5 separate regions of the Mus musculus genome follow, and all the other regions are linked to region 5. A link is a contact called in public ChIA-PET, Hi-C and HiChIP or PLAC-seq data. All regions are on one chromosome and are shown on one strand. Each heading gives the region's core, a stretch centred on a gene start, on an enhancer-like site or on the middle of the called end of the contact. The rest is flanking DNA. Distances are from core to core; before and after follow the strand shown. Region 1 has its middle 110 kb from the start of 4930449C09Rik. Region 2 overlaps Pvt1 (Pvt1 oncogene). Region 3 has its middle 60 kb from the start of 4930449C09Rik. Region 4 overlaps Pvt1 (Pvt1 oncogene). Region 5 has its middle 60 kb from the start of Gm41333.

What was found. A called contact is a pair of places that touch in the nucleus more often than the background predicts. ChIA-PET counts read pairs in DNA pulled down with a chosen protein or histone mark. HiChIP or PLAC-seq counts read pairs in DNA pulled down with a chosen protein or histone mark.
Region 1: a contact with region 5 is called in an H3K27ac HiChIP or PLAC-seq map of DN3 thymocytes, with 10 times the contacts expected there. The contact joins two enhancer-like sites. A contact is called at or near these places in 1 of 15 datasets of contacts at CTCF or cohesin (large pre-B cells), 1 of 484 Hi-C or Micro-C datasets (myeloid progenitors) and 2 of 115 datasets of contacts at active chromatin or transcription factors (DN3 thymocytes and acute myeloid leukemia).
Region 2: an RNA polymerase II ChIA-PET map of memory CD8 T cells shows a contact between it and region 5, with 154 read pairs. The contact joins two enhancer-like sites. A contact is called at or near these places in 8 of 484 Hi-C or Micro-C datasets (B cells, CD4 T cells, Th1 cells and 3 more) and 7 of 115 datasets of contacts at active chromatin or transcription factors (CD8 T cells, Th17 cells, effector CD8 T cells and 3 more).
Region 3: a Hi-C map of Th1 cells shows a contact between it and region 5, with 8 times the contacts expected there. The contact joins two enhancer-like sites. A contact is called at or near these places in 3 of 484 Hi-C or Micro-C datasets (DN3 thymocytes, Th1 cells and myeloid progenitors) and 4 of 115 datasets of contacts at active chromatin or transcription factors (CD8 T cells, Th17 cells, embryonic stem cells and 1 more).
Region 4: a contact with region 5 is called in a Hi-C map of DN3 thymocytes, with 7 times the contacts expected there. The contact joins two enhancer-like sites. A contact is called at or near these places in 2 of 484 Hi-C or Micro-C datasets (DN3 thymocytes and liver) and 2 of 115 datasets of contacts at active chromatin or transcription factors (CD8 T cells and memory CD8 T cells).

What each region holds. Positions count from the first base shown.
Region 1 is chr15:63,607,452-63,612,902 of GRCm38.p6, forward strand. No RefSeq gene overlaps it. Among named protein-coding and RNA genes, the nearest start is that of 4930449C09Rik, 110 kb to the right of the region's middle. Within about 2 kb of position 3,925, at least 74 of the 459 cell types and tissues checked have an H3K27ac peak or open chromatin away from gene starts, as enhancers often do. A contact at or near this core is called in DN3 thymocytes, where this site is marked.
Region 2 is chr15:62,167,098-62,173,015 of GRCm38.p6, forward strand. The region is part of intron 1 of Pvt1 (Pvt1 oncogene); the gene reads left to right. Among named protein-coding and RNA genes, the nearest start is that of Pvt1, 130 kb to the left of the region's middle. Within about 2 kb of position 2,389, at least 65 of the 459 cell types and tissues checked have an H3K27ac peak or open chromatin away from gene starts, as enhancers often do. A contact at or near this core is called in CD8 T cells, Th1 cells, Th17 cells and 5 more, where this site is marked.
Region 3 is chr15:63,655,293-63,660,557 of GRCm38.p6, forward strand. No RefSeq gene overlaps it. Among named protein-coding and RNA genes, the nearest start is that of 4930449C09Rik, 60 kb to the right of the region's middle. Within about 2 kb of position 2,904, at least 58 of the 459 cell types and tissues checked have an H3K27ac peak or open chromatin away from gene starts, as enhancers often do. A contact at or near this core is called in CD8 T cells and Th1 cells, where this site is marked.
Region 4 is chr15:62,208,765-62,214,512 of GRCm38.p6, forward strand. The region is part of intron 2 of Pvt1 (Pvt1 oncogene); the gene reads left to right. Among named protein-coding and RNA genes, the nearest start is that of Pvt1, 170 kb to the left of the region's middle. Within about 2 kb of position 3,972, at least 24 of the 459 cell types and tissues checked have an H3K27ac peak or open chromatin away from gene starts, as enhancers often do. A contact at or near this core is called in DN3 thymocytes, where this site is marked.
Region 5 is chr15:62,726,811-62,732,393 of GRCm38.p6, forward strand. No RefSeq gene overlaps it. Among named protein-coding and RNA genes, the nearest start is that of Gm41333, 60 kb to the left of the region's middle. Within about 2 kb of position 3,896, at least 31 of the 459 cell types and tissues checked have an H3K27ac peak or open chromatin away from gene starts, as enhancers often do. A contact at or near this core is called in CD8 T cells, DN3 thymocytes, Th1 cells and 6 more, where this site is marked.

The DNA.
Region 1 (5,451 bases), core at 2,675-5,174, 880 kb after region 5:
CAGCAGGTGCAAAAGCCTGAGGTTCATAACAGTGCCTTTGTTGATGCTATCACAATAAAATTCTAGTGTATGAATGGAAAGGACTCACTTGAATAACTACACTAGGTTGTCACATTACTCTTGCTAAGTTTAGATGGTATCCTATTGGCTTCTAATACTTGAGCACAAATCAAGACATGCCAAAGTCAACACTTAATGTTGACTAAGTCTATCAAGAGAAGGCAAAATGGGTGGGGAAGGTGTCATTTGTTCCACAAGAACTATTACATTTCATGGACCCTTATATGAAACTCTCTTCTGATGACACAGTCATATACTAAGGGACCTTGAGAGCAAGGACTTCCCAAAACAAATATCAAGCCAATTTAACTCCATGCAGAACGTGTCTGGCTACAAGAGTTCTGACATTTGCCAAACCTCATAGAGTATACTGGAACCATCTTAAAGACCTCTGCATTCCTGCAGGTCTCCGCACCCTACTCTCTGCTCTCTTTAATGCTGAGTTTCTCTAGGGATGATAGCTTTGGGATCTTGGGTTTGACTCAATTTATTCCAGGACTTGGATTCATTTTAAACAAGTCAGAATCCACGTGCCATCTTCAATTAAAGGTTTTGTAAGGCAAAGGAAGACGAGCTCAGCCACCAAATATTTGGGCCTGGGAAAGCTTCTGCAGCCTTTCCAACAGGCCAAGTGTGATGTGGTGAGACTGGCTCCTGTCAAAAGCAATGAGGGAGGCAGCAATGGACATTGGGAAAATTAGGCCTGGCACCAGCCTAAGCCACTGAGTATTCAAATAAATGGTATGCAAAGTGTGGTTTGAACATCATGGTCTGGGGAGCAATGAGAATTCTGGGTAGAGTCTGGATAAGTATGAAAGTGCTTGAAAAGACCAATCGAAGTAAAAATGAATCAGATAGCGGACAGGAATAAGCAAAGAAACCACAAGGCATTTTTATTGATTTGCTTATTAAATGCATCCATTCAATGACTATCTACCCAGACCCCAAACTTCAAAAGCACGAAGATTCTGATGCTGGCAGAAAAAATAATAATAATCAGAAACTTCCTGAAAACGTATATTTCCAGGGTCACTGTAAGATAAGAAAAATAAAGTTTGAAATATTTCATGCATCTGATTTTCAACTTTGCTTGGTTACACATTTATAGCTGTGGCTGTTATCATTAATAAACAGTTCTTAGTACCCTGAAGATACCTGGCCAGCACTTGGTAGGAAAACGAATGAATGGCTGCTTACCCTGGAATGCACAATGTGTTAAGAATATACACATTCCCTTATGAACTGCAAACAACCTCCATGGTAGATAGGGCAATGAGAAACTAGGGATTTAGATGGTTAACAAAATATCCTGATCATATACCTAGAGAGTAGAAAAGTTAAAACTAAATTCTATCTTAACATGGCAAGTAAATATAAATAAATAGAATCTCAAACATCTACCATGGAATAATGTGTTCTTACATGAGATAAAGATAGAAAAATACAGAAGACAGGGGAAAGCCAAGATGACACTAAAAGGAAGATCATGAAAACTCCTAATATGACTGTGACAAAAGGGGGTATCCTGGTCAGAAGGCAAGGAGGGCCAGCTCAGAAAGCAACAGGTTACCATCAAGGCAAACAGAGGCAGACTCACAAGCATTAAGGAGTTGGCTTAGATGGTTGTTATTATCAACTTCCTTGCTATCCATTCCTATCAAGGAAATACAAGGACAAAGTGTGGAGCAGAGACTGAAGAAAAGGCCATTCAGAGACTGTCCCACCTGGGGATCTATCCCATATGCAGCCACCAATGCCAGACACTATTGCTGATGACAAGAAGCACTTGCTGATGGAGTACTACTCAGCTATTAAAAACAATGAATTCATGAAATGCTTAGGCAAATGGATGGAATTAGAAAATATTATCCTGAGTGAAGTAACCCAGTCACAAGAGAACATATGTGGTATGGACTCATTGATAAGTATATATTAACCTAAAAGCTCGGAATACCCAAGATACAATTCACAGACCATGTAAAGCTCAAGAAGAAGGAAGACCAAAGTGTAGATGCTTCAATTCTTAGAAGGGAGAAGAAAATATTCACAGGAGGAAATACAGAGACAAAATGTAGAGCAGAGATTGAAAAAAAAAAGGCCATCCAGAGACTGCCCCACCTGAGGAGCCATTCCATATACAGACACCAAACCCATACACTATTGCTGATGCCAAGAAGTGCTTGCTGACGGGAGCTTGATATAGCTGTCTCCTGAGAGGCTTTGCTCTCAGAATGCTCACAGCCAACCATTGGACTAAGCATACTGTCCTCAGTGGAAGAGTCAGTGAAAGGACTGAAGGAGCTGTAAGGGGTTTGCAACCCCATAGGAAGAACAATAATATCAACCAACCAGACTCCCCAGAGCTCGCTGAAACTAAACCACCAACCAAAGAGTATGGAGGAAGCCATGGCTCCAGCTGCATATGTGACAGAGGATGGCCTTATCTGGCATCAATGGGAAGGGAGGCCCTTGGTCCTGTGAAGACTTGATGCCCCAGGGTAGAGCAGTGAAGTGGAAGTGGGTGGGTGAGAGGGGAAGCAGTCTTATAAAAGTGGGAGTTGGGGGAGGGCTGGGGATCGAGGCTTTTCAGAGGAGAAACCAGGAAGAAGGATAACATTTGAAAAGTAAATAAGCAAAATAACCAATAAATTTATTTTTTAAAAAAGGCAGACAAATCGCTGGAAGGCTAATGATGCTTTGGGATATATGTACTGTATGCTAGAATATGGAGCCCTGAGACTTGGCCACAAATAGTCATGTAATAGGAGAGTTGACCAGTAGGCTAATTTTAAGTTACTAAATATTTTATAAAAATAAAAAATAAATATTAAAACACACCTATGTTTATTCATTTACATGTCATCCACAGATGATTTCAAACTATAAAAATAGTAGTTGAATAGAATGATAGAGACAATGAGGTTTGCAGCTCAAATATTGGCCTTTTACAGATATTTGCCAAGTGAAGTCACATGAATATAGAAACATCTACCTAGAACTATGCTGACACTTCCTAGATCGGGCAGAATAGAGCATAAGGTGGGAGGGACTGAAATGGAGAATGAGAAGACAGGCTGTTGTATCTGCCTCTAGCTTTGCCCAAACCCATCCATTTTTGAGTCTACATTAATACATAAGTACAGTTTTCTTCTACCAAACCTATGAATGATTTACTAGGATTCAAAATAATACACACTTTCCATAGCATGCAGCATACAGTTAATGTGCTCACTCAAGATATGTTTATTTAACACCTCTGTTATTATAAGAAATAACACATGGACCTTGATTATGAAAAGTTCATAGATCAGTGGAAGGACAAAGATCCACAAGGGTCATAACAAAGTGAGAAGAGCTAAAACCGCCTTCTGCCTACAGAGCTGCAATGGACAAATGGGGCTTATAACTTCAGGTTACAGACTCAAGGAAAGTCTTAAGATTGAGATAAGGCTTGGATGAGTTTGAAAAGTAAGTAGGAAAAGACTTGGAAGAAAAGACAGAAACACAGAAAGAGGGGAGCTGACCAGTATTGCTGTAGCTTAGAGAGCAAGTAGAAAGTACCAGTAGGCAGAGACTAAATCAGCAATCTCACATGTCACATTAAGGAACATACACTTTAGTGAACAGCACAGAACCATAAAAAGCCGTGGTGGCCATTCCCATCTAGAATAAGCTGGACAAGGTCCAGAAGAAGAGAAAGAGAAATGACCGAGCAGCTCTTCTGATGATTGGGTCTGTCTAAGATGAATGAATGAATAGATGAATGAATGATCACACAGATGACTGGTTCTGATAACTCCTGCTGGGGTTTCTACTCACATGAGAAAAGGGAAGTGGCTTTCATATCCCTTTCAACTGCTATCCCCACCCCAGCCCCCAACCTTCATGAATGGTTTCTCTCTTGCACGCATGTGTATCTCTTCCTCAATTACTGAGATCTCAGAACTAAGCCTTACTAACTAGCTAACAAGCTTACCGTGCCAGGCAAGAACTGAGCAGACTAAATTAGAATCCCCAAAAAGCCCAGGCAGAGAATGAAAATCAAGAAAATATACTTTGGACCAAAAAAAGAAGGAAAATAAAAAGAAAAAAGAGGAAAAAAACCATCAATTAGAACTATTCTGAGATTGTTCTGACCGTAGAAGATTGAAAATGAGGGTGGAGATAAGCAGAGAACTGAGAAGTGGACACAAACACTTACCCTACGAAGAAAATGATAGTGATTTCAGCTAGATTGCAGTAATTTGGACAGGAGTGTTAGTTTTCAATTCACTAACTTGCTAGATATTAATATACTAAATCATAATGTAAGGCATTCCTTCAGAAACTCTTAGCTTAATAGAGATAGGTGGAATCCATTTACACACACTGCATTCTAACAGCTGCCAAGACATAAAAAATAGAGAGCAGAGCACCATACCCCGAAGCATGGAAAGCCTTGACATATAAGGTAATAGTCAAGAAGGATCTAGAAGAGGGATCAAGAGCATGAAAAACAAGAAAGAGCTCAAAATAATGCATAAAAGTTGTATAAAGTGGAGCTGGCCTTGAAAAGGAGCTTGATCAAATGCAGTTTCCCCAGCCTCACCAAGCTGACATCTTCACTTTGTGATCAGGAAAAATGCCTCAAGAGGCACCTAAAGGCTAGTGGGCATGTGCCATCTTCAGACAGAAGAAAGTCCCCATCAATCAGCGTATCAGAAGACTTATAGTCTGAATCTTATTGAAACCAAAAGCAATGGGACAGGGTCCCTCTCTGGAAACTTCCTAAAACTTTATTCTGACACTATGAGTTTGGTCACTTAATGTGATCAACTACAAGGGAAGCTAAAATCTCTTTCTTAGGTTTGATAGTTAACTTTGCTCTGTGACCTTAGGGAAGAAAGAAACTCTATGACCCTAGATTGCTTAATCATAAAGGATGAGATATGTAATAGTCCCCACACTTAGTTCCCAGACCTAAATGTCATTATAAAAATTAAATACAATATTCCTAAGAAGATGGGAGCAGAGCCTAGCCCCCAGCAGATGATAAACGAATATGAGCTACCCTTGCATATCTCCTGTCCGTTAATGGCCTTGATGGAGTTCAATACACATACATTGCACAGAGCCAATGCTCGACCTTCACATAACCCCACTGGCTCTACTAAAAGTTGATAGACTGATAATCACAGTGTTGTTTACTATGTGTGGAATATTTGGCCTGTTTCCTCATTTAATTTTCACAACATCTCAACAGCAAGGCAGCTACAAATTATGTATCCCCATTTAAGAGAGGAAAACCTCCCCAGCCCAGGAGTATTAGGAATGTTCAAGGTCACATAGCTATTTAAATGCAAAGTGCTGTGTCAACTATGACACCAAGGCCTCCTATAGACAGCCACTTGC
Region 2 (5,918 bases), core at 1,139-3,638, 560 kb before region 5:
GAGGTGCTCCCAGCTCAGGGATATGCTATAATAATAAGCTAAAGGCAGCAATGGATTCTGGAACACCCTTCTCGTTTAGCTCTGTGTATCACCTGTTTCCTAATTGCCTCAAGCAAACATCACCCTCTCTCACTGTCCTCACCGACCGTTGTCTGCACAAGCCCCAAGCTCTTCTCATTTCCCTTTCTCGATAGCCCATGTATCTCAAGTATTATCCTCAGAAAGGAGGTCAGTTGGACTCTAGGATCTTAACTAAAGGAGGTCCTCCAAGTGTCCGTACCTTTTCAATGGGGAGACTGAAGCTAGGGTCTGGATTTTTCCCAAGGCTGGTTCTGCTTCTCCTATGGCTATCTTCTCAGAATGAAGAAGCTCCTGGTTGCCTCCGAGGCTCTTTCTACTTCACGACCATGGAAGCCAAGGCACCCAAAGCAACTGTGGACTGCTCAAGGGGTGGCTAATTTGGGAAATCTCACATCAGTTCTGAAGCTCGGGTTGCCAGCTGTCATCTCCTTGATTCCAGGAGCTTGAGAGTTTCTCATCACTATAGGAATGAGGATTTAGACCATAGTGATGTGTTGGTGGCCTTCTGTGACCTCTCCACAGGGACCGCAGGAACACCATGGTTCACTGATCTAGTAATGAAGGCTATGGCTGTGGAATTCTTCCACACTTTGCATTTTTGGACTGTCGTGTGAAGCATGTGTCCTGTTCATTGGATAGCAAAGTAAAGGCCTGGTTTATTAACCCAGTGTCCTTGTACATCTTCCTCGCTCCTTCTTTCAAATCATGTAAATCACACATGCCTCCTCCAGGAAGTTTTTCAGGAGTTCTTTAGTTGTTATCTTTGCCATTAAATCCTACACATTATACAACCAAAGGTTCACCAAGCTTTGCACACTGAGTGTCAAATCACTGTGGTTGGTCGTTTATGCTATAGCAGGTTCAGCTGACTTCCTTGTTCAACAAATATATGATTACATTACATTCTGTCCATCCAATCATCATCTAATCACATGAGGAACGTTTTGCTTATGCTATTTCATGAATAGTGTGCTGGGGGAACAAAGATAGACCATGTATGACTCTAATGGCCTAGGACTTAGGCACACACTGCAACAAACATGAAGATCTGAACCTTTTTCATAGCTCCTGCTCATTAGTCATAGTTGTGAGCCTTGAATCCCATACTCTTGTCGATGCATTGTTTCCTCATCTATAGGGATGTTACCTGCCTTACTAGAGCTTTTATGTGATAACACAGAGCCTTGAGAATCCATCATTAAAAACAAAACAAAACAAAAACCCAAATAAACAAAGTAAAAAAACAAACAAAACAAAACAAAAACAAATAAAAAACTACCCTCGTTGGCCTGTAACTTTCCATCTAACCCAGGCTAGCCTGAATTACTAATCGTCATATCTCAGTTGCCTGAATGCTGGGGTTACAGGCCTGGGCCACCACAGATGGGTCATGAGATCCTGCATCTTACATGCTGAATTTTTCTCTGAGGCAGGTATCAGTGTGTAGGTTAATAAGCAGGATGCTTACTCTGGAGTACATTGGGATCAACAATTGTGAAACGCATGGAAGGAATCAGGATTGGAAGGAGCCATCAAGCTGTGAAGGTGTCTGAGCATAGCATAGCCTCAGAGAGAGCTCTGCATAGACCACACTAGAATGCTCTTTGAGAACTGTCCTGAATTGTGGTGGCATGACGGTTGATCAGTGACAATGTAGCTTTGCCTGGAAGGATACTTGAGTCTGACCCTGTTCAGCTAAAGTTGTCTCCAAAGAAGCTGGCAGCTGAGTGTCAGTTGGTTGTACCAAGCAACTGTTTTTAATGATGGATGCATGGTACCTAGCACAAAATAAGCAATCAGTATTTAGGGAATGTTTTCACCCAAGCACTATTCATTCAGCAAGTGGTTACTATTTGGACAATGTTCTACTACTGAGCTCCTTATACGAGTCGTGCACCATGGCTACAAATAGGAAGTTTATAATATGAGGTAGGTTCAACACTGGCTTCCTGGAAGAGTAGACCTGGAGATGTGACTTCCTGGATCATGGGCCCTGGGACTCGGTATTTCCTTGTCTTTCTAGAAGATCATTTCTTGAGATGAGGTGCGAGGTGTCTCAGGGGTGGGACTCTCCATCACGGCCCACCTGATGGTGCACCTGTGCACCACGGGAAACTCCCTGCTAAACTTACATTAACTGTTTGAATTCCCAGTAGCTTGGAACTTCCCCAGGGGTCCCATTGGCTCTGTGACTTTCCATCACTTAAGTAATTGGAGGATGGAGCCGAATGGAAATAATCTATACGCTTTCTTCTGTGAGTCACCAAAAACTACAGCCCAGAGTGTGTGTAACTGCTTGACTTACTTTTCCTGTATGCAAATGAGCTGTCATTACAGTTCAGTAAGTAGAGACTCTACAGAGTGAACATGAGACCATTATAGTTTCTATTTGAAAAAGACAGAGATAGCTTGGTACAACTGTCTGCCTTGGCAAGAGCCCTTGGTAGAAAGTGCTTTTGGGTTGGGACCTTACAACTCTTTGGGAAGTGTTTGTTGGTACACTCTGGCCCCATTTTCCAGCTCTTGCCTTGACCAAGACATAGCAGGAAGTAGATGATCTCTAGTGTGGGGTAGGTTGTTTTTATCTCCACAAGTCACCCAGGTGATCAGAGAAGCTTTCCGGAAAGCAATGGCTTTGATGTTCTGGGTGACAAGCTGTGAGTGTGCGGCAGGAAAGGAGGGTTTTGAGGTTGGAGAAATGAAACTACTTTGGGTGGTGACTTCATCACTTGACACCCCTATGGTAGGAAGGTTCTTATAAAAGAAAGGTGAATGCAAGGGTAGGTATGAAAAGGAAAGTTTGAGGTGGACAACAGTGAGATGACGGGCTTCTCATGGTTCAGGGAAATCTACCGGCACCATCGACCTTCTAGGACCCTTCTTCCTCCCACACTTCACCGAATCCTCAGTTTCACCAGTGACCATGTTTACACCTGTTATCTGCTCCATTCTTCGCACATGATGTTACCCTGACCCCATGTGTGCCTACTGCTCAGGGAGCTTGGCTTAGAAACCAGAGTTCTTGGGACAAATAGCCTTTCTCCATAGAATCATAGTGGCCCTCACTGACCTGAGAGCATCCCGTCTTCCAGTTCCCAGTTTGTAGAAGCTATACCTTCCCCTACCCCTCCGAGCTTCTCCTCTGTGGAGCCCCAATGTTCTGTTCATGGCTCTTCTGAGCCTTGGCTTCTTAAGCCCTAACTGGGACTGATAGCAGTCCCTGCCATTCTCTTTAGGTCACCGCTGTGCAGAGGAAAGGCTTCACACACTGCCTGAGTTGCATTTCTTGAGGGTGTTTTTCCTCGATGGCTTTTTTTTTTTTTTTTTAGCTGTGCTGGGGAGTCAAGGATATATGACCTCACCAATTAGTGATCAAATCTTTGACACCCTTAGGTGTTACCCAGGATACTAGTTTAGCCATTTGGAACCAGGTGTGTCTAACCTGTGGCCAATAGGCCACTTGAGTCTTACGATAGCTGTTAATGCAGTTCACTACTTTCATAGATGACACTATCATATCGCAATAGCAAAAGGTTGGACAGCTCTGTAAGATTTAGCCCATCTATCTTCTGAAAACAGGAATATGTGCAAGGAATGAGTGACTGCTGTGTGCCAGGGAAGAAACATGATGCTGCGTGGGACTGATTACTGCTTCGTGCTCAGTGCTGGCTCACACAGTAATGTGTTCATTTCTTTGGTGTTTTGTTGTTGTTGTTGTTATTGGTTTTTATTTGCTTGTTTTTGTTTTTTGTTTTTGTTTTGTCCCTCTTTTGTATTTAAAACAAAGCAAACATCTTGGTCTATTTATTTCTTTTCAAGCCCCTTTTCAGTAAGTGTCTAAGTCTCCAAGTGCTTGAGGCTTAGTAACTTATAAAGCAAAGATGCTTGTTTAGGTTTGTGTTTCTGGGCTTTGGGAAGTTAGTTCATGGTTGGGCAACTGCATCTGCCTTACAATATGGCAGAAGTCGGAAGGCGGAGAGGGTGCAGTGGGAAGAGATAGTAGAGTGAGAACAGCCTTGCTTGTAACTACCAAGCACTGGGATAGCAAACACTCACCATGGTAAGAATTAACCCAGTTCTCTAAGAAAGCTCCTTACTAAGCAGGAGGATCAATGAGTGACAGCAGTTAGACACTGAGAATAACAAAATGCTTATCAAGCCCCTACTGTGAGCTGGGGCTGTATTGTGTTGACTTCCTCAGCATCCAAGAAGGTAACCACGGCTGCTATCTATCTTTGAATACAAGTCAGGGTCAGAGAACCGAAGAGATACTTGCTACTTACTGGGACTCTCATTTTGACCCCTGGCAGCCAGTGTCCTGAGATTGTCCCTGATGCTTTCATGCTTAGCCTTGATGGATTTCATAGAATTCAGCAAGGATGGGAGCCAGGTTGGGCCAACCCTCCTGGAACCATCCAGCTGTATCTGTATTCGATCTTTTTCAGGGCCTTCTTTGGGGAGAGCAAATACCCTCTGACATCACACCTGTGCTCAGAAACGTCTTGGTTGAACAGCCAGGTATTTGGCTTTCCTCAGCTGCTACAGGTGCCCCAGTCTACCGGCCCGATCTATTTGCAGTGGTCAGATGGTGTTTGGATGGATTCCTGAGAAATCCATCCATGGTCACTTATTTTCTAGCAGGCTCATTGTTTCCTGCTCAGTGTGTAAGATCTGCTACCCATGGCTGACTGATCGTGGCAACATCTGTGCGGCCATTTGGCCTCACGGTCCGAGTAAACAACCAGCTGCCCCAGATGAGGAAGCTAAATTACTGAGAACAGAACTGGTGAGCCTCTGTTGTGATGGATTGTGTCTCCCATCTCCATCCTTTAATGATGGACCCCCTGCCTTACCCAGGCACTGCTTATCTTTGTTGAAGCTCCTTTGCCATTGTATATTCCCCCCCCACCCCCCCCTTGCTGCAAAGAAGATTACATGGCCCTACCTTTGGCCTTATGATGTGGAGAAGAGGATGAGGGACCTGAGCATACTTGGAATTCTGCTGCAGATACCAAAGCCAAAGGGCTAAGGAGTGGGCTTCCAATCAGCCTTCTTGTCTCTTAATTCTTAAGGATCTTGGGTGGCCTGGATCTGCCTGTCACAGATACTGAGTCCTTTGTTTTGCCTAGTCACAGAAAGTATGACATAAACTTTGGGTCCCAGCAGTTGACATTTTGCGATGCCTAAAGGCCTTTAGCAGACCCATGGTTTGCTTGGCCATGTCAGATGTCAGGGAGCAAGCTACTGTCCTATTCTTGGGGACAGTGTTGGCAGTGATATGACAAGGGAACCTGAGCAGCAGCATCTGCAGCAGGCTGACCCCCTCCCTACCCTCTTCCTTCTGCTGGGTTGCCTGAGGGACTTCTGAACAGATATCCTCAAAGTGGACAGATGAGTCCTGTCACCCTGTGTGCACATGTCTCTTATCCCTAGCTCATCTCTGTGGAAGGGTAGGAATCTGTGACTCTACAAGTTCTATGTGTGACAGTAAGATTGAGACTTTTCTACTCTTCACTGAGCCCCTGGGACTCCCCTCCCCCCATGCTCTTGGAAGAAACTTAGAAACTTTAATTTCCTAATTTTCATAGAACATCACTCCTTATGTATGATCAAAAACATCAATTAAAAACACTCAACAGTTTGACTGCCTTGGGAAGAGGTCCTTGTGTTTTTTTTCCTCTGTCAGGAGCTAGTATGTGGTCTTTACTGTGTCCTTGCCCTTCTCCTATTGCCAAGGAGACAGAGAGCCAACTTAGAAACCAACAACTCAGCCATACTGATTTATTGTTCACTGTTGGATGGCTTCCTTCAAATGTCTCATTTGGTCTTGCTATTGC
Region 3 (5,265 bases), core at 1,654-4,153, 930 kb after region 5:
TTAAAAACTTAATTGTAGAACTCTGCCCATTCCCTGTCTCCCACCCTCTACTCTAGCACTTAGCACAGAGTTTAGCATATAATAGGTCTGAAGTTTGTTGAATGAACCAATCCAGGGGCTAATGAATGGGAAAGCTAGTAAATAGTGCATAACTCTTAGAGTATGATTATCTTGTGTTCCTAAGGTCAAAAATCTATTTCTCTGAGTTGTATGTGGATGCTTCAGACACTGATGTTGTGTGTGGGGTTTTGGAACTACAATACATGCACTGTGCAAAGCAGAGGGAACATGAGGATAAAACACAGACAAAACCCATGGTCATTACATTTGCAGCCACCCAGATGTGCCAAACACCTGTATCCGGAAACTCTGGGAGTTTTCTGGGCGGTAGCCCCTTCGAATGTCAGCTGACAACCCTTATTTTGAACCGCATGTGGGAATGCCCTTGCGATGCAATTCCAGCCTTTTTACCATCAGCGTTAGATGCACGGGAACCATCAGGCTTGGAATTGGATCTATTCTCTGCATTTCCAAAGCACTGGCTTAAAGTGAAACATCAGAAAGCTTTACGGTCAAATAACCAAGGTGATCAGATAACCCTTCATTAAGCCCAGAAAGGCCATCGATGCCTGCCTCCACCTCCCCATGCTGGAGAAAGGGGGTCTGCATGGCTCAGGCCTCCCAGACAGCATCCTGTTTGCAGCCTATGCTTTAAAAGCCTTTATGATCTGCCCAGCAACAGCTTTCGTTCTAGACTGCAGAGTGTGTTGTATAAGCTCAAGGATAGTCAGGTGTTCCCTGCCTCATTCCTATGTCACCCCTTTCTAGGTTCCTTGACTGGGAAGAGAAACTCTGCGACTCAGGCGCCTCTGTAAAATAGGAATAATAGCACGGAGGAGCTTAAATGAGTGCCCTGAGTGCAATGGCAGAATGCTAATCACAAAGTTTACCAAGCTGGAGTTGGCAAACAGTGGCATAGTTTTAAAAAGTGAAGTTAATTGTAGACTATGTAAAAGGAAGCGAGATTAAGTTCCACAGAAAATATAAGGCCATTTAATTATATTTCTTTTTCAAGACCCAGCTAAAGCATCTTTCTTTGGAGCCCCTGAGTCTCCTTGTGCATAGCCTGTCAGACTCTCCTCTGAGCCTAACTTCAGGGTTCCAGAGAACACACTCATTATCAGCTGTCTATCAAGCGGTTGTACAGTCCCAGGGAAGATATAGATCAAAGCAAGGGCCCTGTCTCACCAAGCCTTCCAGCTCTGCCAGTGACTATAAATGAATGGCCTGTGCTAACCAAAACTGTTGATATGAACTTCTAACTAACCCAAACGAAGTGATGGTTGAGTGCCTACATGTCACTTCAGGGAAAGAAGTGTTGTTCCATATTAAGACTTAGAAATGAATATGAACTCTCCTAAGAGAAACAGTGACAGAATAGAGAGCAAATGTCAGCACCATCTGACCCCAGTCCAGTCCTGTTTCCACGGAGTACAAGATATGAAGTATCTTCTCGGGGAGAGGTTTCTTGGTTGAACTTGAATTTCTTTGGGTTTAGAACTCTGGTCATCAGTCTTGGCACCAAGGGTCCTTACCTACTGACCCATCTTACCATCCCTTGAATCTAAAATAAGCCAAAATAATTTCACAGCAAAAGCATGTCCCATGCAGCATCAAGACAGATGTGTTTGTTATATTATACATGTGATTATTTTTTCCTTTTTTTATCATTTCCAAATCTTTTTAATTAGGTATTTTCTTCATTTACATTTCATATGCTATCCCAAAAGTCCCCCATACCCTTCCTCCCACTCCCTTACCCACCCACTCCCACTTCTTGGCCCCTGTGCTGGGGCATATAAATTTTGCAAGACCAAGGGGTCTCTCTTCCCAATGATGGCCGACTAGGCCATCTTCTGCTACGTATGCAGCTAGAGACAAGAGCTCCGGGGGTACTGGTTAGTTCATATTGTTGTTCCTCACATTTAACTGCATATCCTGGAGGAACAGGCAGCCAGAACCGTGTGAGATAGAGCCACATAGGTGAAAGGCAAAAACATCTTGTTTGGTGGTCAGCTCTAGTGGGGGTAGTACTACTACCACTGACCTAGATAGGGCAGGTGCAGCACTAAGACCTGGCATCTGATCCAGCCCAGCCCTGCAATGGGACTCACAGGACCATCATCTTTTAAAGCCTCCGTATCTAACTTCTAGGATGGTGACTGATGTCAATCAGTTATTGGGGCCCAGAGACATGACACCCAGCCACCACATTCTTGAAGTGACAAAGTGTTAGAAACAAGATCTGAGTAAGCCCAGTTAGCCTCTGTCTTTCGGCAGAGTCAACTTCATAAGGTTCCTCTGGGGACTCTTCATCATGATACCTGGTATCCATTCCACAAGGAGATGGAAAGCCATGGCTTTGTGCTAATTCCTGAAACGGCTTCCTGACACCATGCTGCAAGAAGGAGGTGTCCACAGGAGCAGAAGACGACTAGCCCATGTTGCCTTTCATTGCATCTAGAGTATCTAGGTGGCATGAGGCTTTCCTGTCAGGGCCCTGCCCCTTCTCCGGTCCCTCTGGATAGTTAACCCCTGGACATAAGCTTGAATAACCTGTGACCTCACATGTGGTCCACTCCAAGGACCACTTTTGGCTCCATCTCTCTTGGGACCTAGCCAGAAGTGGTTTGTGGAAAGACAAGAGGGTTGGACAAGTGTGAATGGAGGCCGCCCTCCAATGGTCACACCCGAGCCCACCCCCACCCCAGCCTCAATTCAGTTAAAGATTGCAGGAAGTGGTTTGTCCGTTTAGAAGTCATCGCAGCCCTGAGGCCCTTCTGAGAAATGAACTTGCAGTTCTCTAAAGATAGATTGTGCAAAACAGAAGGGGGTAAGCCCCCAAGGACCCTCCAACAGCAGCTCTCTGGAGACTGTAGAAATCGCCTTGGGGGCCTCCAGGCCCACCCCACTCCTTTAGAGCAGCTGTCATCCCCGAATGGTCCAAATCAACACCTCACTCTTGTGCAAAGCTCAGGTTTCTGAATATCTAGCTAGCCAATTTTGTTCTGAGGAGGCGGCAGCGGCTTTTAAAGGGGGGCAGGGGTGGGGAGTAGTTGAAGACTGTGGGGGGAGGGTTCTCAGTTGTTCCTGTCACTCATTTTCCATGCATTCCAACTGTAATTTCAAACGACCTCTGGGTTGTCTGAAACCATGTGATTTGACACGAGGTTAACCGAGAGTTTAGGCCCCGCGCCAAACATCACGGTTTTCACACCCAAAACAGGTGATGGGATCCAGGAGAGTGAGGTGAAGTGAAGGAGGAGACATAGCCCCCTGATAGAGAGATTAATGAGGAAGTAAGTGTTTGGTTTAGCCTGTATGTAGTGTGAGAATACAGAGGCGATTCGCTCAGAAATTGAAATTTTCTAGCAATCAGATAGGGCTGGCCTTGTCATATTGCTATCTTATTGTGGACAATGAGTTATTAGGTAGTTGCTTCTAGAAAGGGGGTAAATATATCAAGAAAGCTAAAAAGGCTGGCGCCAGCCATGTTCCCGGTCTATTATTTTAACCCCTCTGCTCAAAACTGTTCCTCTTCTTAAAAGTCCCTCTGTGTTTCTTCCTGGATTGTGAGTTTTCTCAGTGCTGGGTATACAGAGCTCAGTGCCTAGGGTGGGAGTAGAGAAACGATGGACAGAGATTATTTACTGATTGCAAAGCATGAGTCTGCAAAGGAGTCTTCAAAGTTGCCTGGAGAGCAGGGAACTGGGAATTTGAACCTTCTGGAGTAGACGGCAGCTGAGCTAGGTTTAGAAAGGCAAATTCACCAGGCAAAGTGGATAAGGCTGCTTCTACTGTAAGCATCCAACCCACCAAAAGGCCTAACATAGTCCAAATGAGCTCTGTAGTTACTCGGAAGCAAAGAATGTGGGCCACACTGGGATCGGAGACACCTAAAGCATTTGGCAATGAGATTCCAGTGGACAAAGATCTAACTCCGAGTTCCCCATACCCAAGTAGGCTGTGTGAATCCACCCAGAACCCTGTGGGAAGCAGACACCATGCTGGGTTCTTGGGAGCTTGAGTCCCACCAATCAAATTCCTTCGGCCAAAGCATCAGCATCATTGACCACCCTGCCCCCTGGAGTTCATGACTATTTACTCCATCTTGCCCATCCCAAAGCCCAACCCCAAGCAACCACCTGAAACCACAGGACATGCTGTAAATCTCAGCTGCCTCCTATCTGCCTCCTGCCTACCTCCCAAGGTACCAGCCATTGAAGCCTACAGCTGCTCCAGCTCACTCAGCCCTGACAGTTCATACCCTCAGACACCCCCCCGTTTCTGTCTGCAGCAGTGGTTCTCAACCTTCCTCACGCTGTGACCCCTTATGTCCTCATGTTGTAGCGACCCCTACCCCCAACCATAAAATTATTTTTGTTGCTATTTAATAACTGCAATTTTTGCTACTGTTATGGATTATAAAGTAAATATTTTTGGAGATAGAGGTTTGCCCAGTTGACTGTGACCCACAGGTTGAGAACCCACTGCTCTAGCATCTCACTTTGGCTCCTCCACTTGGCATTCATTCTCCTCTTTCAATGAAGCCTTACCCAGCATCCCTGGAAGAAGCCACTTCCTTCTCTTCTGCAAGCCTGCCCATCCTTCATTCTACAGAGGCCAGAGAGCCACTACCCTATTCCCATCACGTAGTGAAACCTCAAACCCGAGTCAGACTCACACGGCCCTTCGTTGCCTTATCACAGGGGGTGACCAAGCATCTCCATGGGAACCCTCAGAGCTGTGAAGTGAACTGGAATCTCCAAGGCCAGTGGACGTTCTGTTCAGTGCCCTCTCTCTTTAGGAATCAGGACCAGGATTCAATTCTTTCTTCTGCTAGTTTAGCAGCCTCTGCGATTTGCTTCAAAGATCTTTCCTGTTTACTTCTGTTTCATCTCCATCCATCCTATGACACACCCTAGCTTCCTAATCCAAACATTAGGCGTACACATGTTCAATTCTTGCCTACCAAGACCCCAAATTAACTATTTGTGTCTATTCTCCCTCTTTCTGTCAAAAGTATTAATTTCTGTTGCTGCATTGAGTAATTCCACTGAAGTTAGTGGCTTACAAGGGCACAAATTATTCTTTTACAATCCTGATGATGCTCAGAAATACAAAATGAGAGAGCATGAGAGCTGGGTCAATAGTTAAGAGCACTTGCTGTGCAATTGTGAGAACCAGAGTCTGGATCTATGTGCC
Region 4 (5,748 bases), core at 2,722-5,221, 520 kb before region 5:
TGCAAGACAAGCATGTGTTTTTACTTGCTGAGCCATCTTTCTAGCCCCCATAATTCGGAAAAGAGTCAGCTCTAAGTGACTTGAATCTGGGTTCTAATGTAGTAGTCCTATACCATCTGTTTCATGTGACTCCTGCTTCTCCTATTGTGACTCTGCAACAGTGGTGGTGGCACTCTCCAGGTGGGAGTTAGGACATACCAGGACCAATGCTTCATCCTTCACATCTCCTTCCCCTGGAACAGTCAACTCCTTCCATACCTAGAAATGAAGTTCTTAGGTGAGGGAATCCTCTGCTAGAGGAACACTTGGCCTCAGCCAGGAGTCCTAACTTGTAACATCCTACCTGCCCATACATGATGTTCTTAGTGTCCGTACTGCCCTTACTGCTCCTGAAGGTAAGTCACCTGCAGGGTCACGTCCTATGGTGGCATCAGGAGGGGAGATATTTGATCGAGTTAGTGTCATGGAACACTAATTTGTTTTGATCCACAACAGACCTTCAGCTGACCTACCTGATCCTGGTAGGGATGTCTGAGGGAAGCTAACCCAGAGGGACTCCTGGCTGGGCCCTGGGTGCTCCTATGACTGGTGTAGCAGTCATGAAGGATGGAAAGAGACCCATGTGAGGAAATTTCTGGAATGTATAGACACCTAAAGGAGTTCCTTCAATGTCTTGCAAACAGGTTTGCTCTTGGACTGAGCAAGTAGCCTCTACTGGTTAAGTGAGTCATTCACAAAGCCTTGGATTTAATCCAGACACTAAGTAAACCCAGGGGATATCACATGACTATAAGCCCAGACCGTAGGAGGTGGAGAGAGAAGGATCCGAAGTTCAAGGCCATCCTCTGCTATGTAGTGAGTTCGAGTCAACCTTAGATTCCCAGAGGCACTGTTTAGAACCACATAAGTAAGGGACTAGAGGGATGGCTCTGTGGATGAGAGCACTGACTGCTTTTCCACAAGTCCTGAGTTCAATTCTCAGTAACCATAGGGTGGCTCACAACCATCTGTAATGGGATCTGACTCCCTCTTCTGCTGTGTCTGAAGACAGTGACAGTGTAATAAAAAAAAAAAAAAAAGAAAAGAAAAGAAAGTAGAACCAAATAAATATTATTGCCACCCCTCAAGGAGAAAACGAAAAAGAAAAGGAAACAGAACAAGAAAGGTTTGCTCTCTGCTGACTTCTACCTACCTCACAGCTCAGACCTCCTCACAGCTTTCTCACCAGCTATGGCCTCCTGTTCACATTCTGTCTCCCTCCTGTGGGCAGAGAATGCCCAACGCAGATAGCACCTTGTACACGCCTCCCCTCCTCCCCCTCTTACTTTGTGACTCTTGTTTCCTGCCCTCTGTCCCCGCCATGGACTTCTGCCAGCTTAGCCCACAGTGGCCTCCCTTTGTTTAAGCATCTTGGTTTCAGGCAGACTTAGCCAGCCTCTTCATTCACCCTTTAGAAGTCCTGACAGGCAGCCAACCAAGCTGGCCAATCATGAAGGTTGGGTATCAGGGTCCTGGTAGCTGCTTCCTGTCTTGGTGGCTTCCCACACCTGGATACCCTGAGGCCCTGGACAGAAATGCCCAGATATTCACCTCAGCTGGCATGAACATACCATCTGGGGCTGCTGGCTGGGGCTGTTCCCATAGTCTTGATCCTTTCTGGGAACTACTCCTTCCATGAGTAAACCCTCTCTCTTCTCTTACCCACGCCATTCAGTCCACAGCCTGTCTCCACCAAGGATCTCTGGCAGTGGGAATGTAATGAGCTGGCTGGGTTCTGTGACTGTGAGGAGACAAGGATGCCTCATTTTCCTCTTCTGTACATGGACATTCACCCAGTACATTGATTGACACTAGCGATGGACAAAGAGGTACTATGGGCTAGGCCAGTATAAGCATTCTACAAAGAACAGCAGCTGGCAATGCTACTCTATGTGAGTTCTACAGTGATACTGTATCATCCTAGGTGTCGCATGGTGCATCATCGCATAGAAAGAAATGGTCAAGAGCATAGGAAACAGTACAGAAGCTCCGCTGCACTCTCTAGATCCTTGTTGTGCTCCCAGTCAGAGATCCAGCTGAGAAAAGGAAGTAGAACTTCCATTCTTACTGTTTAACTTAAAAAAAAAAAAGCAGTAAATACTCATTCTATAATTTAGGAAATTCAGACAAGCAAGAACAAAACTTTGTTGTTGTTGTTGTTGTTGTTTGTTTTTTGAGACAGGGTTTCTCTGTATAGCCCTGGCTGTCCTGGAACTCACTTTGTAGACCAGGCTGGCCTCGAACTCAGAAATCCACCTGCCTCTGCCTCCCAAGTGCTGGGATTAAAGGTGTGCGTCACCATGCCCGGCAGAACAAAACTTTTAAGAAACACATTTGCTAATATATGTAGTCACGGGCACAAAGATACACACATGCACTATCTATAGTGGGGGAGGTGTGTGTGTGTATGTGTGTGTGTGTGTGTGTGTGTGTGTGTGTATGTGTGTATGTGTGTATGTGTGTGCGTAATCATTTCTGTATTTATTGTCACTTCAGACATGTATATCACTCATTTAATAGTCTTATTCCATGTGATGTGGATCTCATACGTGTTTATAAAAAATAAGAAATGAGCTCCTGTGTTAGAGCCTGGTTTGCCATTTGACCTTAGGTGATTTTTTTTTTCTTATCTATAAATGTTTCTTCTATGTGGAAAATGTGACAGCCAATAGACTTTCCTTATCCATCTAACTGATAAAGCAGATGCTGTGATATACATCTTCAAGATTTTCAGGGTGATTAGAGGAATAGCTGACACCCAGAATTTCTCCATGAAGGTCTCTGGGGTTCCCAGAGGCAGATTCAGCAAGCATCTGAGTTCTAGGAAGTTCCCCATTCCCTTTTTTGACACTTAATGCAAATGGGTATCTGTTCTACTAGGAGCTATGAACATAGAATGCGGTAGTTACCTTTCTATTACTGTGATAAAATACCATGACCAAAGCAACGCAGAGGAAATAGCATATATTGGGGCCTACGGTTCTAGAGGGTGAGAGTCCATCTGCGGTGGCACAGCAAAGGCAGGGACAGGATATGAAGGATCACATTTCGATCTGCAAACACAATGAGAAGGGGTACGGGGAGCTAGAAATGACTCAGGTCCCTTTACTCTCAAAGCTTACTAATGACACACTTCCTTCAAAAGTCCAAACCTCATAAATGTCCCCCAAACTGCACCAGGAGACCAAGCATTCAAATGCCTCAGGTCATGGGGACTATTTCTCATTCAAACCACCATAGATGTTCTGAGCCCTTTCCGGCCCAATTTCTTGCAGAATTCCTCATGTAATACAACATAGCCTTTCACTAGCATATGCTTCAGTGATGGTTATCTTAGAACCCCTTGGCCCCAACCTGCCTGGGACTAAGTATGGCACTTGTGAACTTGGGCCTGTGGAAGGATGCTGCACTCTCCCTTCGGGCCCTCTTGAACTCATTTGTCCCAGTCAGAAGGTTAAGTTTCCTTAAGCCATCACATTGCCAGTGATCTGCCAGCCACTGCTGGTCTAGGAGCTGCTTGAATGTCAGCTCCTGCCTGGCACACCTGGAATAGGCACACTTCAGCTGTTGCAAGGCAGAGCCTGTGGCTGGGATAGCACCTGGAGCCGTTGTGAAGCCTAATACCTCCCCCCTTGACTCTTCCTGGATCCAGTGGCAGGTGGCTGGTGGTTGGTGGCTGGCAGCTGGCAGCTGGTGCCTGGTGGCTGGCAGCGTATACGGGGTTGGCATACCTGCCAGCTGGGTCTTTGATCATGATGGCGCTGTCCACCCAGCCCAGCACATTAGAGAACACAAAAGCTTCAAAAAGCCGCACAAAGAACCACCAAGGAATTGCAGGAAGTATGTCTGTTGTTTCCTGGCTACAAGTCTGGAGTGTGGGAGGATCCTTGGCATGGGTGACTGGTAGCATGGCAGTTGTGGACACAGCACTGACCTTGAAATTCAGCAGAGCCTTTGGCCTTTTGGAAGCCTCTGCTGCTCACACTGTACACTGACTTAAGGGCAAGTTACTCAGAGTAAATTGGTGCAGTTCAAATACCTATCAAGTGTGTTTCTTTAAGAACAACAGCAATAACTAGAAGCAGCAGGTAATATTTATTGAGCATTTGTTGTGACTTGGAGTCCCAGAGTCCCAATACCTGGGCTTAACTTAAACCTTTCCAAACACCAGGTTCACCTGTATTCTGTAAAGACAAGACAGCGGTCATTTCCTTGTCATGGTGGCTATGAACTGTGAATGAAAAGGTCTCCAAACACTGCCATGTCTCCCTGACAAGAGAAGATCCTGTGGTTTAACCCACTGATATCCAACACATCCAACAGTAGCATGCTCTCTACTGTATCCCGTTCCTTCCTCTGCAGAACACTTTATGTTATATACATGGATCTGTCAATGTAAGGTTCTGACATGAGTTGCTAGGATGATCAAGTCCTGGTCAGTACCAAGTTAAAAAAAAAAACTATATAAAAGCTATATTAGGGGACAGCTGTGGCTTTTGTAGAAAAGAAGGTTCTGGTGCTATGACCTGCAGATGCCCATGTGGAAGTCTTCAGATGAAGACTTTCTCATGGAGTAAACATACTCTGTTGTTTGACCATGTGGACTTGGTTCAAAATGCCCATGGATGCTCCTTTGGGTACCAGGCTTCAGTGGGAGTCCCAAGCCCATGTCTTTATTTGAGCATGAGCAGTACTGATGCTTACCTAGTCTTATTCTTTCCTTGCCCCCTGCCTGGACCGTCTCTGGTTACAAGGATGCTGCAGTGGGAAGCGGTATGACCGTTACCTTTATGGGACTGAGACCAACTAAGGGGAGGCTGAGGAGGCTGCAGTGAAGTTATTGTTGGGACTGTGGGCTAAGATGGAAGATAACATGTTAACAAACTCAAGTGCGGAGGTCTCAGAAGTAAAATTGCCTGGTTAGTAATTATATCACCCTTCTGTTGACCATGCATATCTCACTTGGATCCGTTTTGAAAAGGAAAGATAAATTTCCTTTTCTCCTCAGTGTCTTCAGCCAAGGGATGAGAACAGCGCATGCTGCTGCTGCTGATTCTGTGTGCTCAGGGCCCTTCTGTGGAGGAGCAGGAGAATAGGTGAGTGTAGAGAGGAGCTGAGCCTTGCTTGCTGGGAGTTTGGCTGGGCTACCCCAAGCCCCTCTTCATGGTCATGGCAATCTTTCTTCCCCTTGGCCTCTTGTCAAATGCATTTCTTCCTCTCTGACTTGGTTGTGTGCAATTCTTCTGAGCATCGGTGTATGAAATCGTGGCTGCACAGTTCATAGCAGTTCTAGGTCACCTGCTTAGGTTTTCACCTCCTTTCTTCCCCTGACCCGATCATCTTTCTCTCTGATCTTTCCTTAGCTGGCCTCTCAACTCTTTTCCCCCTTCTCAATGCAGTTCAGAGAATAATCTGCATTACCGCCTGCTTTAGACATGTGCCAAATTCAAACATATCACCCTGTCTCCCTAATCCATTGTGGTACTCTATCCCCTCTATTGTCCCCATGTTAGTGTCCGCCACCCACCTTTGGACCAGAATTCTAAGATATCTTGTGAGCACTCCATATCTTCCAGATTAGGTAGGTTTCCGGAAATGGCCTGTCTGGGTGAGTTAAGATAGACACTTGGGGAGGAGACACATAGTCTAAAAGAACAAAAAGGTAGCAACTCAAGGAGGAGACAGGGCAGGGTAAGAAGTTTCCTTCTG
Region 5 (5,583 bases), core at 2,646-5,145:
TAAATTAGCATATTTCTTCACAGCTATAGTCTCAGAGAGCTGGGAAGCCACAGATGAAGAAAGGTCAGAACAACCTGAGCAGTCACAAAATGTATCCTCAGAGATACAGCCTTGGGGGTGACACAAAATGTACCCTCAGAGACACAGCCTTGGGGAGTGACACAAAATGTATCCCCAGAGATACAGCTGTGGGGTGACTTAAGGTGGGGACTTTCAAGGGAATATGGTTAGTGGGTATAGGAAAGGCCTTGCAGATGACAAGAGAAACAGAAGCCAAAGCTTGATGGTGGGAACAGGTCTGATTTTTAACCGCCATAAATAAACAAACAGAATGGAAAAAGATGGAAAAGAGACCCACCTCACCTCATTTCTGCTGCTCTGACAAAACACTGCAAACTCGGTAATTTATGTAAAAAATAGAAATTTATTTCCTCACAAGTCTCAAACCTGGAAAGCCTAAGATCAAGTTTGCAGGAAGTTCTGTGCCTGGAAAGGGCTAGGTTTCTGCTTGCAGCATGGCACCTCAAATACCTCGAACACCTTGAACTTAATTCGCTGTTTAAAGCTATGCTGCAGTGTCCAAGGGAGAATCTCAGAGCCCATTCAGAAACCTATCACTTTCTAGCTTTCAGAAAGTGCAAGCAATCTAATTCTCTGATTTCCTAAGCCTCAAAAATTGACAGACAGACTCAAGAATTTGATGTTAGAGACAGGTCTTCTTAAAGGAAGTTGGAAAAGCTTGCTGCCACAGGTTTGATCACTGGGGAAAACAGGCCAACTTACGGCTTTAATCTGATCTTTGAGCTCCCTCAAAATTATGTTGGAACCTGATTTTCAAAGCAATAACAATGAGAGGTTAGGCCTTCAGGAGGCAAAAAGACCACAAAGGTCTCCACCTTCATGTTTGAGATTAGTATCTGGAGGAAACTTCCTAGGCCCATTTGATTCCTTTGCATTAAGCCAAATGCAAGCATAGTGCTCAAGGTGCCATGTCAGAGGCAGAAACCTGGCCCTTATCAGACACAGAACTTGCTAGAAAATTGATTTTAGATTTTCCATGCCTGAAACCTGTGAGGAAATAAATGTACACTTTTTTTTTTTTTACATAAATTTCCCAGTCGGCATTGTTTGTTACAGTAGCCCAAATGAGGCAAGGTGGATATCTTATCCATTTTAAAAGTGAGAGTCAGCAGAAGGGTGCTATTATGAATGGCATAAGGAAAGGTACTTGCAAGGTAATCAGAGAGGAAGATGTTCAGCAGGCATTTGAGTTTGTCACAGTAGAAAGTGAAAGTAAGAATAAACAGGAGATTTTGTAGATCGGTGCCTAAAAGAAGTCCTAGGAATAATGAGAGTGGAGAGGTTTGCCCAGGAACTTTCCAGTTACTCAGCAACAAAGTATGTCAACTCGACTAAATCTTAAGAAAATCAACATAAGAAGGTTGCGGAAATTCAGGAAATCAAGATGGCCTCTCTGCTGTCAACTATCTTCATGATGCCATGCAGCTCTGATAAGTGAGTCTTCAATGGTGGTCGAATAGAAAGATACTGGGGGTCTAAAGTATCACTCAGCTCTCCCCATTCTTAGAAGCTCTCGTTCTGCCAATGTAGCAAACATCTAAATTAATGCCTGTCCAGGGCATTCCGGGGTTGACCCAATCTTAATTTATAGCCAATAAAACCCCCTCTGGTATTCTGATTCTCTATTATAAGGCCATATTTCTGTCACTGTGCTAGAGCTATTGATTTTGTATCTGCCTTAAATGAAGGCTTGTCTTCATTAGTGTTTTTAAGCTTTTGTTCACTGATTACCTACATTAACAAGAAAAAAAGTTATGTTGTAATCTATTTCTTAAATTCAAGAAGTCAAATAATTCATGCTGATTATTTTCATTATTTCCAAAATTTTTCATTAAGACAGCTATTTCAAGGGTAAAGTGACTGCCTTCTGAGTGATAAAATATTATTTTTAATTGTCTCATTCATAAACAGGTTCTAAAAGTTGGCTGTCTTCAAGAAATTACACTGGGAGATATGTATTCAGGAATTAAGCAGAATAATGTCTCCTGCCATATACTGCACTCTCAAATGGACAGTAAAGCTGTCTAATTATAATCACTGTAGATTTTATGGATGCAAAGGACAAGTTCCCATGTGTGTGGGGGAACCCCAAGGATTTATTATTATAGGTGCATGAATCAGGGCAAGGTATCTTCTCAATGAAGTAAAATAACATGGATCTATGAGTAGAACCACTTATGAGTAAGTGAAGATGGGTCTAGGGGCGGATCAGGGTGATGTGAAGTGACCGAGCCATGGAATGAAAGCAAGTGTATGTCTGATGATCCAAAAAAAAAAGGTCCAAGTCATGTATATTACTATTAAATGAAGTGCATCCGTTCATCCAGACTGATACATCAGACTGCCAACTGCCTGTCTACAAAATGCAATGGCAAACTCTTAAAATGTTTCCAGCAAGAACATAAATTTGGAGTAAAACAAAAGATGAGCACGGGAAGTCAACTCGAAAACCTCAATGGCAATGCCCCACTTAGAAGTACTGATGGCCTTCACTAGAAGAGTAGCAGTAGACTTGGAAAATTCATGCCAGGCTCCCAGTTCAGGTACTAGAGAAGGTATAAGTGAATGTGATCAACTGGTTTTATTTTTTATTTTTACTTTTTCAATTAATGGGGAAGTCAGAGGAAACTGTGGAAAAGGAACAAGGTTTTGATTATTTAAAAGTAGTTGATGGCTTTCAACATGGACATACTTAATGTGAAAGCCCATAAGTCATAATAACGTTCTTTAACCTAGGAAGTTGAACTTCAGACTAGAGATGGAAATTTTGGATATCTTGGCATGAACTTAACACTGCAAGTAAGTAAGTAAGTGGGTAATGATGTCCAGGAATAAAGAGCCAAGAAGCTCATTGAGGTCAAGACCTGAAGTTGACCCTATATTAATAAATTATGCAGTAGACATGGTTGGCCAAAGAAGTTGATATGGAAGAACTGGAAAGAAGGATAGAGGAAAGCACCCAGGCTTTGGTTTTACTAAGCACAAGAGATAAAGTCTTCTAGATTAAGGTTGTAATGAAATGCTACTTAGAATTCACCAGGGAAGTGTTGGGTCCACATTGTAGGATTCTGAGATCTTCTTGCCCTCACATAATAGATTCATCTTTTATTCTTGCTGTGTCTAGGAACAACTAGGAAAGAAAACCTCATTGCTTATTACAAATTATGAAATTCTTTTCAAGTAAACGATGTCATAATCACACAGTGAAGGATTTTCCATCTTCCAAATGAGGAACTAGTTTCTTGGAGAAGATAACTTTCTTTTCCTAAGTAAAATACCTGGTATTACAGTATAACTAGACCTAGTCTAACGTTCTGTACTAATATATCAGTGGTTGGTAGATGACGGAGATGTGAGGTCATATGCCAGTTCACATATATTATCTATAGCAGTGGTTCTTACCCTTCATAATGCTGTGATCCTCCAATATATTTCTACATGTTGTGGTAAACCCCAATCATCAAAGTATTTTTGCTACTATTAGTAACTGTAATTTTGTAACTGTTATGAATCACACTGTAAATATCTGTGTTTTCTGGTGGTCTTAGGTGACCCCAGTGAAAGGGTTGTTCACTACGGTTCTTTAGGTTGTGACCTAAAGGGTTCACAATCTACAGGTTGAAAACCACTGAGCTATACAAATATATGTACTTTGGAATGTATTTGTATAGTCCTATGTGTATGTGTGCACCTGCATTTCCTCAAAGTTGAAGCATAAAGATAAAGTAAACTTCAGCGTGCAAAGAGAGTGGCCACATTTCCTAGAATAGAAGAGGATGTGGTCCCATATTGTGTTAAGGTGATTGATGGGAGGGAAGAGCCTGACAGTGTCAACCAATAGCTGTAGAGGATTGACAGTGTGTGAGGTTATGTTCCAGCATCTGTCATCGTGAGAACTGGTCTCCAAATGCAGATGTTTACAGAAGACAGGCTCAGAGCCCCTCAGTATGAAGCAGCTTCAGCTGCAGATCAAGATTTCTAGGTATTTCTCCATAGTAAAAACAAGTGAAGCAGCAGCGACATCTACAAAGAGAAAACAGGAAAATATAAAGTGGAGGTATGAGTCCTTCTTCCACTTCTTTGCTCACATTAGTCATATTAAAATATTTATATATACATGAGTATTGCATTTACATAATTTTCAACTCTCTCCTCCTCCAAATCCTTCCCTACTCTCTCTCGAATTCATGACCTCTTCTCTTTATTTTATTGGATATTTTCTTTATTTACATTTCAAATGTTATCCTTTTCCCGGTTTCCCCTCCAAAAAACACACTCCTCCCTCTTCTTGCTCACCAACCCACCCACTCCCGCTTTCTAGCCCTGGCATTCCTCCACATTGGGGCATATAACCTTCATAGGACAAAGGGCCTCTCCTCCCACTGATGACCAAGTAGGCCATCCTCTACTGCATATGCAGCTGGAGCCATGAGTCCCACCATGTGTGCTCCTTGGTTGGTGGTTTAGTTCCTGAGAGCTCTGGGGGGTACAGGCTAGTTCATATTGTTGTTCCTCCTTTGGGGCTGCAAACCCCTTCAGATCCTTAGGTCCTTTCTCTAGCTCCTTCATTGGGGACCCTGTGCTCAGTCAAATGGATGGCTGTGAGCATCCACCTCTATATTTGTGAGGCACTGACAAAGCCTCTCAGGAGACAGCTATATCAGGCAAGTACTTGTTAGCATCCACAACAGTTTCTGGGTTTGGCAATTGTAAATGGGATGGATCTACAGGTGAGTCAGTCTCTAGATAGTCATTTTTTTTCAGTCTCTACTCCACACTTTATCTCTGTAACTCCTTCCATGGGTGTTTTGTTACCCCCTTCAAAGATGGATAGAAGTAGCCACACTATTATGACCTCTTCTCTAATTATTGTGTTCTCTCTCTCTCTCTCTCTCTCTCTCTCTCTCTCTCTCTCTCTCTCTCTCTTTCCTCTGTATGTAAATACAACATTCTGATTTCATTTCTGTTGCTCATATGTGCATGCATTTAGGGCTCACTACTTCAATTTGGATAACATATTAGGCAATTATTTACTATGGAAATTGATTTATTCTCCTGTCTCTTTGTCCTTCAATTGCATGTATATCTGTTCTCCCTCCACCCCTGTCTGTCAGTAGCCATTGCTTGACTATAGCTCTTCATCTTCATCATTTGAGTGGGGTCTTATGAAATATACCACATCCATGTTGTCATGTGAACTGCTGTGGTCACTACATAAGTCTTATGTAGGCAACCCTATTGAGATTTTATGAGTACAGCTTTCCAGCCATGTCTACATGATTGTATCTCTCAGCAGAGAGCCATAATCTTCTGTCACTTCTTCCATAATGCTCCCTACACCTTAGGTATAGGTGTTGTGTTATAGATGTAGCTATTGGGAATGGGCGCTCCAGCATAACTTGTTCTCTCCATTTTATTAACAGGTAAGAGATTAGCAATGAAGCAATCACCCATTTTCCATGACTTCCTGTTCTACCATCCTTAGATCCACACGATAGAGTC